Linked DNA regions of Anas platyrhynchos: region 1 is linked to region 2. A link is a contact called in public Hi-C data. All regions are on one chromosome and are shown on one strand. Each heading gives the region's core, a stretch centred on a gene start, on an enhancer-like site or on the middle of the called end of the contact. The rest is flanking DNA. Distances are from core to core; before and after follow the strand shown. Region 1 holds the start of ATP6V1G3 (ATPase H+ transporting V1 subunit G3). Region 2 overlaps PTPRC (protein tyrosine phosphatase receptor type C).

Region 1 (3,271 bases), core at 390-2,889, 54 kb after region 2:
CTAGATCATTACTGGGGTCCAGGTAACATAATTACAGCACTGAGACCTGCTCTGAGGAATCGACATGCTCCACCCCTGACACGTCCAGAGGCTCCAAAGCAACCCCGTTTGCCAGCAGGTTCGGTACAGGGCTGGGAGCGCAGGGATTTGCCTGACAAGACCCTTTGCCTTGAATGTGCTCCTGGTGGCTGTGACAGGCCTGACGACATCTCTGCTCTGCTTCCTATTAAATTTTTAAGTAACTTGCTTTCAAGTTCTGAGCCCAAGTTTCCTGCCCCAAGTAAACCAAGTATCTGTGCTTTTTTTTCTCTTTTTACTTTCGTTTTCTACTTCTGCTTTTCTTTGCCGGTCAGCAGGCTTGGAGCTCAGCCCCAGCAGCACACCAGGCTTCCCAGCCCTGCAGCTTGCCCTTTTTCTGTGCAACTGATCAGCACTTCCTTTTCTATTTCTAAATAAAATAAACTTGAAAGCTATGCCTTAAAACCCGCTAAAAATAGTGCCATGTCTGCTCTCTTGCAGCTAGAGCTGTTCCCTGATGTCAGTGCTAGGCAGGGGGAGGCATCTCGCAGTTTCTGGATGAAGGAAGAAGCCCGGCAAGTAACACACTGTAAGAAGGGAGCATCTTGCTGAGACTGAGCCTGGCTGGAATTTGACTCCACAATATCACAGATCAGAAAACAAACTAACTTCTCAAAGCCTTAGTACTACTCTTATTCTGCATGCAGCTGAAGGCAGCATTAGGGCAAGAGGTTTCTGCCCCCATTCTCCCTCAAGCCCGCAGCCACTAGGAGGAAAAAAGCCTTCGTACCAGCAACACGCGTTTCCTCACAAGGGGCAGGTAAGAGCCCTGCAGCAAGCAAACAGGACATCACAGCTTGCTTGATCTATTCTCATCCCAATTTTTGACATGTTCCCCTCCCGTGTAATGCCCAAAGTACCTTTGTCAGTGAGATTTATTTTATTTTTTAGGATTCAAGCTGATCGTGCTGCTCATTTGCAGTGGCACGCAAGACACGCGCCCACCCTAGGGAACAGGATGTGCACCTACACCACGCACACGCTTGTTTGACCACTGCACACGTTAGCAGGGCTTGAGGGGAAGCCCTAGACCAAGAGCTGCACCATCCCGGAGCCTGGGGCTTAGCGCTGACTCCCACGGCTATCACTCACCACACTCAGCTGCCTCGTGGGAGATTACAGCTTGGAGCACACCTCTTCCACCACACGCTTATTGTAACTGTAGTCCCTGATTAAAAAAAAAAAAAAAATACCTTCAAGTAACACCAAACAAAAGCCTACAACCAGTTCGGTGTGTTCAATCAAAACAGTTCATGGACTGCCCGAGTCTGATTCCTCATGTTACGGGAAGTTTTATTAAAAGCAAGTTTCAAGAAACAAAATTATGTGTTTCCCCAGCGCCTCTCACAAGGTTAACCACATTCTGCTTCAGCATTAGAAGATTTTTAAAAATCCCAGTAAAACTACAAGCCACTTGGAGCGTTATTCTCCTCTTCCCCAACGTGTTCATGGGACGCTTCGGTGACCCTGAGGAGGAGGGAGCGTCCCTGTGAGCCCAGCCACTGCATTTCTCTGGTTCCACCAGCAGCCCTTTGTGCCCAGCAGCAATCCGGACAGAGCAGGCTGGTTTGGTGCAATCTGGAAGGCTGTTGTAATAACCGACAGACCGAAAACACAGGGAAGGGTTTGGCAGCTGTATAAAGCTCCCCCGAGCTCCAGTCCCCGCAGAAGGGCACCAGCCCCAGCAACCAGCATGACCAGCCAGTCTCAGGGAATCCAGCAGCTTCTGCAGGCAGAAAAACGTGCCAAGGACAAGCTGGAGGAAGCCAAAAAAAGTAAGCATCTGGCCTGTTTTTACTGTCTTTTTCTACTGTAAGCTCTTCAGAAATACAGCGGCTCATGCAAAACCGGCATTATTTCATCTGTACGCAGCACAGATGGGCTGCTTCTATTCTTTTTCTGTGCCACTTTCCTCCCACTCGCATCAGTGCCGTGCCCTGACGGCAGTCAGGCATTTATCCCAGCCTTTGGTGCACGGCTTGCTCCAAATCGTGTGCACACATGTGCTTGTGTGTGCGTGCATGCACGTGCCTCTTCACACTGAACAAGGTTTTCTTTGTTATGTTCGTCCTGTCAGCTAGATTTATTACTGCTTTTTCTCAATGCCAATAATGTCATTACATCCTTCTTTAGGCATTTAAACGAGAAACCTGCACACCTCTGGCTGCCAGCTCTGGAGAACCAGACTCCAAACTCTGTATTTCTCTTTACATAATATTTTCAGTGTTCCTCTTTACTTATGAAAACCAGTAACTTGCCTTTTAATCTCAGCTGGGCTTCAAAAAGAAATACATGGAAACAAATGGAGACTTCAGAGTAATAATAATAGTAAAAGCCACAGCACAATCCCAAGAAATGTCAGGACTGTGGTCATTGCTGTAAGTCTTATTATAAGCAATCACTGAGTGATCAAATGGTAATTTTAAAATAAACATCTTTTTTTGCTGAATGCCTAATGCCCAGTGTAAAGTATGTGTAGATACCCAAGAATAATAAATTCAACCTTTTTTATTCTAGTCAAATCTAAGCGAATAGTAGTAACAACAAATAAGAAAAGGAAATTAACATCCCAATAAAATGGGAAAAAATGTAGCTGAATCTGCTAATGATCTAAATAAAAGAAACAATTCATCTGTCAGTCTTCCTGTTATATATTTCCTTCATTTTCTGCATTTCTCTCTCATTGACTTAATACAAAATAGTCACCGTAATGTCTCCTGAGCGTAGATACCGACCACACAAGTCACTGGCCTGCATTAGCCATGAAATGTTAACGCTGTTTCATGGAGAGATCTTGATTTAGAAACCAGCAGCAGGAAACGTCATCCTCTGAACTCAACTAAAACGCATGAAGATATCACGTGCTGCAGGAGACTATGATGAAAGATTTTGTTTTTAAGGCAGAAATAGAAGCTAGAGAAAAACTATTTGTCTAGTTTGTGTATCTCTTCTAGTACAAATCAGCATTGCTGTGTGCTCACTATTTGTGTAACATGTTAATTTGTACAGCAGCACACAGAAAATGAGCAGAAAAGCAACACCCCTTTCCTAAGCATCCAGCCACTGCCTGCACCTTGTAGCCATGCAAAAGCAGAGGAAGAACATTTTTCCATCTTCATAACACAGAAGACTCACAAAAAGAGGGTGTTTGGGGGCGCTGCTCCTAGCTTGAGAGCAAGGAATTATTAGGGAG
Region 2 (3,209 bases), core at 501-3,000:
TAGCCTTTATCATTATCTGTATTTGGGGAAGAAAAGTGTTTCTGTTTTCTGGGCAAACTGCTGCTTTTTGAAAATTGGTTAAAAGAAAGCCACGTGAGGTTCACACACAAAAAGTATGTGAAATTTTGCATGCCCTGAGTTAAAAATCAATAAATACTCATTTAGGATTAACATGTAGAAACTTTTCAGTTTCTAAGTGGGACATTTCAGATGGTCCTAAAAAAAAGTGCCTAATATTTTTTCATTGCAGATTTAACAAAAGCACTTCAAAATAATCTATAATCCTAACTGATAAAAAACTCAATAGCTGTACAGCAGTCATAGGAATGATATAAATGTACAGCAGCTGAGAATTAAAACTAAGCAAATATTATAAAATCTATTCCCATGGGACATATTCACAATATTTATTTTCACCAGAAATTTGGGATAAACAGTTGAAACTGTAAATTTTAATCTAACAGAAGTTCTGAAATGATTTGATTGAGAAAAGCCAATTGTCTCCATTTGGCACCAGGCTGTAAGTGCTCATTCTAATTCTCCAAAATTATAATTGAAATAAACAGTTCCAGTGTGAGTTTGTCAAAACGTTTCCTGTCACACAAGTCCATTAATAATTGTCCCCAACGTGACTCCTTAACACACTGCAATCACAGTTTAAGAACCTGATCCCGCCACTCTTTCCTAGCACGAGTATCCCTCGGAGGAGACCTGGCTTTGTCCTTCCCAAGACCCAGGGAACCTTTGCTCCCACCTGAATTCCATCACGAAAGGCGGAGTCTTTCTGCAAACCGTGTCTCAGGAATAAGCACAGGCCTACACTACAACTCAATGTAATAGGACATAGGACTGTATTTTTAATGAAAATCAACCTTTAAAATTAATGTTTTTTCTTGCTTGCCAACACCTATGCACTTCTTGCTGTCCATCTTCCAGGATGGGAGTTTCGGAGCCAACTAGAAGAGCTCAGCAGCAGTTAGAGCATTAGGGAAGGCAATGAATTCAAACTGGCCAGAAAACTAGTATGAGGGCAGGAGATGGAATTAAGAAAAACTTATCGCTGGCAGATACAAGAACACAATGCTGTGTTCCGCAATGTTGCAGACTTAGGAAAGAGGGGGAAGGACAAACATCAAAGTTTGTCCACTCTGCTATTATACAGAGCCTGTCTTAAGGAAACAATAAGAAGAAAAGCTTACGAATGCTGAAATATTTTCTCAGCTAACCTGAAATTATATTTCAAAAATAATTTCAAAACCAGAATTTTCTGATTCCACTTATACAATGCAAGAGTTTAATTTTCCCACAGAAAAATAAAAATGCAGAGAAAAACAGAAATTTCCCTCAAGAAATATCACATTCATGGAAGCAACATTTGTTATGAACGAGAACTGGAATTTCACGAAACCATAAACCTGGAGTAGAACATGAACCAAAGGCAGCAATTCAAATTCATTTTGCCAAGTACACACATCTTGCAAACTCAAAATAAATACCTAGAAATATCAAGAATTTATCAAGCAGAAGAAAGGCATTCCTATCAATTGCACTGCATTTTAAATGACATCCTCAGTCTTCATAGGAATACTTTAACTACAGTAACCCACTTGTTCAACTACAGCTAACAACGCCTTTGCTGCTCTGTGGTTTCTCTCATGCTGTTTACTTCTGTTTTTCTTCTACAGAACCCTACTCAAAAGGAAGAGGGTGCAGCATACTGTGGTTTAGAGCTTAAGCACTTCCAAATGGTGAAACTGTGTTACCATAGCACCCACATGCTCAAGCAATCAGACCTATCTCAGTGCTAAACCACAACTTCTCTAGTGCAGTCATGAAATTTCCCTATTAAACTCCTTTTCACCAAATTTGCATTTATAATTATTTTTAGTTGTACAAATTCATTAATATGATACTCAAGGCTGCTTTGCAGGGAGAATGTGTAATGATGTGAACTGTCTGCAAGAGGGGAGAACATCAAATCCTGATGTAACAGTTAATTCAGCTGTGAAACGTTGGCTACCATCCACAGCCACTAAGAAACACCTATACATGAGGAATGTAAGATTGGCTGTCATACTTGCTTGGTAATTTCGTGATACATACAAAAGAAAAAATGTGCTAATGCTGCTTTGCCTTTTGTATATTTTCAGTGTTTGTGCATGTGCAGAGCCAAGAGCCAGAGTACATCTGCTAAACTTACCATTATGTCAAGCAGCAGTACCTAACCTCAGGTATAACTCTTCTAGCTCCAAATCTACCATGAGCAGAAAGAAACACTTGATCCAAACTATCAGCTTATGATACAGACAGGCTGGTTTTGGAATTGCTGAGTGCATATTGTTTGTGGCAAACAAAAGAAAGGAAGGACTTGCAACAATTACACTCTCTTCTCAATTTCTGTGCCCATGTTTTTGCAATTGCCTCCTCTGCTAGTTCTATGTATTCAGCAGAGTTGAAGGCAGATCAGTTCCCAAGATTTCTGACCACAAAAAGAATCTGCAACTGAGAACTGGCTGACTACTGGAGAGAGTGCGAGCTAAGGGCAAACTTCTTTATCTTGGACTATCTCATTGGACCTTGGCTTATTTAAATACCTGACTTAGTTCTCTATCCACCTCTGAGCTGCTTCATGGTAAAAGTGTATTGCTGTATTGCAGACATCTTCCTGACTACAAATTGCTTTTTACATAATTTTGCCAGCAATAAAAAAAAGAATGGGTCCTGGAAATGTTTCTCTAAACTCTCTCTAGTCAGCTCAAATGATAAACCATAAACAGTTTAAATACATACTGTAAGAATTGCAGCATTTGAGCCACTGATAATCTAAAATCTATCAAAATCATAAATCTCCCCTTTGGTATAGGTCTGTTAGCAGGAAGTACTTCGATCAACAGCTCTGTATCTACAAGGATTATTTCAGTGAGGTGAAATCTGTGAGTTTTAATCAGTGAATTTCAAAAAAAGTGCAGCTAGAAATTTTTAAAAATAAATGAACACTTCTTTCAAGAAATGATACCCACCTATGAGCTTTTACTCTACGTAATAATATTTTTCTCTAATCAGTTGTTGAATTAAAGACTCAAATAAATATAATGTGGCTAACTGTCCTAGGGGTTCTGAGGGAGGAGTGTAGCTTACAGAGATAAACAAATAATTTTCAGGTGCTCTGAACATTTATGTCTCCAACTGGCATCACCTGGATGCAAACA

Evidence for each region. A called contact is a pair of places that touch in the nucleus more often than the background predicts.
Region 1: a Hi-C map of skeletal muscle shows a contact between it and region 2, with 5 times the contacts expected there. The contact joins the promoter of ATP6V1G3 here to the enhancer-like site in region 2. A contact is called at or near these places in 2 of 8 Hi-C or Micro-C datasets (F5 follicle and skeletal muscle).

The regions. Positions count from the first base shown.
Region 1 is chr8:14,007,407-14,010,677 of IASCAAS_PekinDuck_T2T, forward strand. It overlaps ATP6V1G3 (ATPase H+ transporting V1 subunit G3), which reads left to right and starts at 1,640. Exons shown (of 3, transcript XM_005027310.6): 1 at 1,640-1,853. The coding sequence starts at 1,772. It also overlaps LOC106019440.
Region 2 is chr8:13,953,346-13,956,554 of IASCAAS_PekinDuck_T2T, forward strand. All of the region lies in intron 2 of PTPRC (protein tyrosine phosphatase receptor type C), which reads right to left. Among named protein-coding and RNA genes, the nearest start is that of PTPRC, 27 kb to the right of the region's middle. Within about 2 kb of position 1,751, at least 2 of the 8 cell types and tissues checked have an H3K27ac peak or open chromatin away from gene starts, as enhancers often do.